2 separate regions of the Mus musculus genome follow, and region 1 is linked to region 2. A link is a contact called in public HiChIP or PLAC-seq data. All regions are on one chromosome and are shown on one strand. Each heading gives the region's core, a stretch centred on a gene start, on an enhancer-like site or on the middle of the called end of the contact. The rest is flanking DNA. Distances are from core to core; before and after follow the strand shown.

Region 1 (3,288 bases), core at 426-2,925, 480 kb before region 2:
TTAGCATCCACACACAGAAGGAATAGCCACACATGGAAGGAGTAGCTGAGAAAATCACAGACCCCAAGTTCAGAGCAACAAAAAAATATTCTCTACTGTTTTGTAATTCAAAAAATACAGAATCTTTTTTTTTTTTTTTGCACCCTCATTTCAAGGGGCTTTTCCAACTTTCCCTATCCTATTCCTGATGATTTTATGTCCTGGTTCACGCCTTATACATATAACCAGGCATATCCTTAATCACCAAAACTTATTTATTCTCAAAACAGTTACTTAAAATGATCTGACGTCTGACAATTTAATGTAATGGAAGCTCAAACTACATCAATTTAAAAAATTCCCTCTGCTGCCCTCCCCTCTCCCCCTGAGTCCCCCCTCCCCCTTTCCAGGTGCCGTTCATTCAGCTGCTGTTTAGAGCTTGCTTGACTCTTTAAGAGTCAAGCAAGCTACACTGATCAGAACTCAGCCAACTAGAAGTCATGGTCCAATATCATCACAGGTTATTCCTCTCTCTAAATATATATATAAATTTGATATAATACATAAAATATATAAATAAGTATATATATCCTTTTTAAATGCCTACAGATCAAAGGAAAGTTTCGGTAGGAAAAGTCAAGGCTCGGCGTAGAGCAGTCTGGCCGACCATTACACCTGTGAACTTTACCTGTCTGTAAGACCAGAGTGCTCTCTTCTCCATCCAGAGAAACAATCCTGAAGTTATAGACGGTCCCTGCTTGTAAATCCTTGGGGTTACATCCGTAGGTAAAGTTGTCTATCCGAATAGGATGGCACCACATGGGCCCCGAGGTATCACTGCTGTAGATGAGGCTAAAGTTACAGGGTGACGCGAAAGTCCTCCACTGGATAGACGCTGACAAGCTAGAGACCCTGGACTCCAACAGTGTGAAGTTACATTTCACTTGCTCTGCCACTCCAGTCTGTAAAAGAATCAGAGAGCACAGATTAAGTCCATAGCCTGCACTGCCTAGAGATGTCCGCAGCAAGCTCCCCAAGTCACCTGTCCTCACCCCTGGAGTCCAGCTACAGCTGGCCTCTCATCCTCCAGTCCAGGAAAGGGCCCACGGGGAAAGTGGCTGGCAGGAGACTTTCACCCTAGTTGTCCCACCTCCCCCAGGAACAGCTGCAGACACAGGTTGCTTTCTTGACAGCAGGGAGAGCTGTCAGTTTGGTAATGGTAGGGTTTCAGAGAGGGTGGATAGATGGCTGTCCCATAGATAGGAGGGAAGGAGCAAGAGATTTCTGTCCCTTTTTTCCTAGCAGCTCAGCCCCGGAGGCCAGCAACAGGACATATTCAGTTCTTGGCTGGGGTGGAGCATCATCCCCAGACCTTGCTCTGCCTGCTTACCTGCACGACGCTCAGTGTTATCCACAAGGCCGTTAGGGCTCCATGCCTCAGCATCTCGCTGGGAGGCCAGCCAGGGCACTTCTGGGTACCACTTGTTGAGCGCTCAGCGCGCCCTGCGGGCGGGCGCAGCGCGCTACCCTCGGGGCTGGCGATGCTCAAGGGCCGTGGCAGCCGCTGCTTCTGCTGCCGCCCCGGGCGGGCAGCGGACACGACAGGCGGCGGGGACCCGCGGCGCGCGGCCCTTCCCACGCTGCCATTCTGACCCGCGCTGCCTCGCCCCCAAAGCCCCGTCCGGGACTTCCGCAATCAAAAGGCAATTTCCTTGTCTCCCGGCAAAGGAACAATGCTCGGGAGAGGGAGGGAGCCCTGAGGAGCCAACGCCTGAGGCTGCCAAGGGGGCCTGAGGCCAGCCAAGCTGCCACCCCTCCCGCCCCCTCTGCCGCCACCCCAGCCCCCCCAGCCAAGAATCCCTTCCTGGGCCGCAAAGTCTTGCTTTCACCTCCTCCTTCACTCTCACTTTTTCCTTCTCAGTGGTCCTTGACCCTATCCTACAACCAGTAAATAGTGCTTGAGCCCTCTCGCTTTTCAGCCCCCCCTCCCTTCTGCACACCCAGAGCCCCCCTCTCTATCTTCCTTCCTATCTTTCTCCAGGACCTCTTTTTTCCCAGGCTTAAACTTGACCCGAGCACATTTCCCTGGGTCGCCCACACTCTTTCCTGAAGCCTTTTATTAGAGGGCTTTAGTCCTTCTCACCTCAAAACACTCATTTGTCACGATGTGTATCCTCTTGACATCAGCCAGAGAGAAAAGACCCGCCAAGAGCCAGCCCATCAACAGGAGCGCCATCTCTCCAGCCACTTGCCCGTTTCTGTACCACAGGTCTGTGTGTTCCCTAAATCTCAGGCAAATACTGTGAAGCTACAACAAAATATCCATCACCTATGTGCTTTAGCCCCTGCAGGCAATCCCACCACTGACCATCCAGAAGGGCATGCCATGCCCCACCTGAGAGAAGAAGGCAATTATCAGCTCAGTTCACTGGGAAACACTCCAGGACCCCAGCTTCTTTCTACGCCTTCCAAAGCAGCTGTGGTGTTTTCCACACTAACTGCAAGCGCATTAGAAACTGTCCCATACCCTGTAGAAATGTGTCTAGAAGTGGGTCCTAGAAATAACTCCATCCGAGCAGCAAAAGTGCTTAATGGAATGTAGGTAAGAATAGCGAAACATCGCAGCCACTTTCATAGTTGTAAGGTTTTGGGTGCATAACCCTACTGAAGTAACCAAGACAAGGCAGTCATGTTCGGATTCCATTTACTGTTTGCTTAAGATAGTTCTTATCCCCCCCTCCCCCCGCACGTCCTCCACCCCCATAATTGTCATGTCTGCCTTGGCAACATAGTTGAGATTTCCATACCTCGACTTTGGTCCAGATGTATTGAGCAAAATAGTTGGCAAGTTGTAACTAAAATGACCTCTATGCTCTGGCAGGAAGGAACATTTTGAGGTTCTCTTATCCTCTTCTAACTTTGACATATCTTTGTGGTTTTTGCCTTTTAAAAATGCTATATCCCTGAGCTTGAAACATTCAAGAGGTGTGTGAGCCTGCTCTTGGCCTGACCATTAATAAGCACTCAAAAGTTTTAATTGGTGTAATCAGGGTGGTTGTCAATAACTATCTTGCATGGATTGTTATACTATATTTCAAATCACTAGGAGGAATAAGACATAAATCCCCCCCCCCCACACACACACATATATTACAGAGTAGATAAACCTGTTCTTGGCTACTTATGTCTAAGACCTACTTTGAGAAAACGTAGAAAATTTGAAACAAGTGAAAATTACTTCTGTTCCTTTAGAAAACACGCTTGCCATTATATCTTAATGAAAAATGGAGGTTTACCCCATTCAGACAC
Region 2 (3,477 bases), core at 939-3,438:
ATAAGGCCAACCAAAATAATTACTCAGAATTTCAGTAAGAGGGGAAATGACAAGGACGGAGGAAGAGGCTACAGATTAAAATTGTCACAGGAGCTAATGGGCTCATTCTGGATAATAGTTCAAATAACATGTTTAAAGCAATTAGAAACTCAAGCCCTGGTTAAGAAATTCTTATTGAATTTTTAAAGTATGAGAGTGATATTATAAGTACATTAGTAAATGTAATTGTCTTTCGAGATTCATGCTAATGTATTGATAGATGAATGGTAACCCTAATGGTTTGTTCATAATTGTCTAAGCAAGTGACTGAGGCTACGCATGTATAGATTGGTTTCGTGGTTTTAGTGGCCAAGTAATAGAGCTAATTTTCCAAATTTGTCTTCATTTGTGAATGTTGGAAAGTTTGAAAAAAATCCAAAGCACACATTCATTTCTTCCTTTATATTCAGCCCTTGATGACTTTAATAATCCAAGAGAAGCAATATGTTTGATTACTTTTTAAATTTTTGTCATATATTCTTGAGTTTCAAAATATTTTCCTAGTTTCTAGTAATTTCAAAAACAGCCCCTTTTCATAGGAAAAGGAGACAAAGTATAAAAGAACAAAAATGTTTTTATTCTCTTGCTTATTTATACAAATAAATACTTATTTAACGAATTTAATTCACTATATGTCACCTTTATTCATTAGGGCTACTCGCCATTGAGTAGAAAGTCATTTCATACACAAAGTTATATTAGTTTACTTAAATCATTATTATTTTAATGCAATGAATGGATGAGAATAGATGTTTTCCCTCATCCTGACCTGTCTAGATCTCTATTAAGCCTTTTACAGAAAGCTAAGAAAGAAAATGAATGTATTGGACCGATACCAGCCATCTGTTAAAGGCCAAAAGGCTCAGACACAAAAACCAGAGCTCCTTATCCTTAATGCATAAACTACTTTCCAATCCAGAAACAATGGAACTGTTTTCTGTTGCAGCATCCTGAGACATTTCCACTACTTTACTTGTGAGCACCTCTAATTATACCATATGTGTACATGTTCTCTCCCAAATCCCCCCTCACCCCCTCAGATCATGACATTTGCTTTTTCAATGTTAAATAATGTTTTCAATGCCCTTGGGAGCCATCATCAGACTTAAGCAAGGCATAATTTGCAAGAAACAAACCCTGTTGTTTGAAAGGATGGGTTGACGACACACCAAAATACTGACTTCGAAATACTAATACCTAGTCACTGGTTTAGCTGAATCTTATGATTAAATACTCTTAACTGCTTCTCCAGGGACTATTTCTTTCTTCCTGGGGGCTCTGAAAATGATCCTCTCATGCATTTACCACCCTGCCACCCACTAGTCAGTCACCTGTTTCAAACCTAGATGTCAAAGGGAGGGAACCAGAAGCCATGCTGAATCAAACTGTTTTCTTTGGAGTCTTTAAACAGAGTGCTGATTGGCATCATAGAACTGAGAATAATTGTCCTTTAATTAAGGGATATTTCCCCCTGTGTTTAGTCTTGCAACAATATGAAAACATTCGGGAAATGTTTATCCTCAGAGAACTTGAATACACCAGGCGTTTTGTTTTGGTTTGGTTTGGTTTAGTTTGGTTTGGTTTGGTTTTTTGGAGTCATTGGCTTCTTTTCAGTTCCCCAAACAGCCAGCGACAAACCAATGTAAATATTTCAATGGAAAATGTCTTTTCCCCCTTATCCTCTAGCTCTATGTAAGTCTGTTCTCAGTGGTGATATTTATCTCAAGTCTTCTTTCCTGAACAAAACTGAGAATTAAAAGAAAACTACTTACCCAGAACAAGAAGTTGAAGAAAAACATAGAATACTTTAAACAGCTGCTCACACCTGCCATTTCGGAGAAGGGGCAGCCACCAAGTTACAGTGGAATGAAGAAGTCCGTAGAAGGCTGTCCTGCGTAGGCTCTGACGGATTTTGCCTGCAGAGATCCGTGTGCCTGCAGCTTCGGGGGTAGAAATAGAGAGCAAAGAAGTAGACAGAAGGAACAGAAAAAAAAGAAAAAAAAAAAAACCAACAGTTATTGGAGTGGATAAAAAATTAACCCACACCTTTAAATATCTCAAACGTTATCTTCAGGCGAGTACATTCTTTTCCTTCTTATGGCTGCTAAGGCATTAGGTCAGGATATTTATGATGGCTTCTCAAAGCCCGCTCCCTCTAGAGTAAACAGATATCAAGTTATGGGAGTGGCTGGGGCAGAGGTGGAGAATGGCACAGCGAGATAGTAGGTGGATAGGCTGGCTGGCTGGCTGGCTGGCTGGTGTGGCTGCCCTCTCTTCTAACCCTGCGGAAATCGGCTGCCAGGCTCTCAAGTAAATGGGCCTTGTGTCTCACTTCGATTTGCATCCCCCCCCCCTTTTTTTAATTGATAGGAGCACAAAGTTCCTTTCAGCAATAGGTATTTGGAAACCTGCAAAGCATCCGGACTTAAGTTACCATAACTTCTTCTCCTCAACTTCAAATGAACAAGGAAACAAACATTAATTAGCCAAGTGTCTTGTTTGGTTGTTGTGTTGTTGTTGTTGTTGTTGTTCTTTCAAAGAAATCCCAAGGAGCTCCCTTAAATGCCTGCCACTTCCAATCATTAAAGGGGAAGTGGCCTGCCTTTGCGTGATCTCGTAAGAGCATTCATTCGGGGGTTTATTTTTATCTTTGTGTGAAAAGAAAAAAAAAAAAAAAAAAACAGGAAGGAAGGAAACTCTGAGGAGCTGCCCCTTTGTGTTTACTTATGACTCAGTAACCAGGCCTGATAGCTGGGTTTGTTTTTAAGGTAGACTCAGGTTTCTCTCTTCTGAGAAATGACCTACAGCAACAGTTCCACTCTAACTCCGTTTCTGGGTTCTGGGCAGCTGACAAAGAAAATTCCTTTGGGAACGCACTCGTGGACTACTGAAAGCTGCCCATTCAGCTGCTTCTGGTGCTACTGGGATGTTGCCTCCGCCAGGTAAATGCACCATTCTGCCATCTATTCGGGCAGAGGAAACGACCTGGGCCTTGGGTCTTTTCTTTTATACCACTCAGAGGGCCTCCCTCGCCCCCTAAGTAAAACAATTGCATACTTCAAGGGTCTGTTAGGAAAACAATTCCCTAAAAACTTCATTAAATACAATTAAAACAAGTGACTGGGGTCTCTCTCTCTCTCTCTCTCACACACACACACACACACACACACACATCTTTCTAATTTTCACCAATATCTGCCTTTACTTTGTAACTGTTAAAATACATTTCTGATGCATTATTAGCAATAACATTAAATGTAATAGGTGAGAGCTAGGATTAGTTCGCCAAGTAATACTGAACGTGAGAAGCTCATGGATCAGTAGGACAATGAGCTTCAGGAATCTGTTCCTGCCCACTGCAGCCCTGGGCCCACCAACGTATACCGTCGGCCTCTCCTGTCTTTGACTTAGATGCTGGACTCCAGACACTTTCCTGTC

Evidence for each region. HiChIP or PLAC-seq counts read pairs in DNA pulled down with a chosen protein or histone mark.
Region 1: a contact with region 2 is called in a FOXA1 HiChIP or PLAC-seq map of pancreatic cancer cells. The contact joins the promoter of Ptprb here to the promoter of Tspan8 in region 2. A contact is called at or near these places in 1 of 484 Hi-C or Micro-C datasets (pancreatic cancer cells) and 1 of 115 datasets of contacts at active chromatin or transcription factors (pancreatic cancer cells).

What each region holds. Positions count from the first base shown.
Region 1 is chr10:116,299,761-116,303,048 of GRCm38.p6, reverse strand. It overlaps Ptprb (protein tyrosine phosphatase, receptor type, B), which reads right to left and starts at 1,675. Exons shown (of 32, transcript NM_029928.2): 1 at 1,370-1,675; 2 at 668-941. The coding sequence starts at 1,423.
Region 2 is chr10:115,815,995-115,819,471 of GRCm38.p6, reverse strand. It overlaps Tspan8 (tetraspanin 8), which reads right to left and starts at 2,188. Exons shown (of 8, transcript NM_146010.2): 1 at 1,812-2,188. The coding sequence starts at 1,871.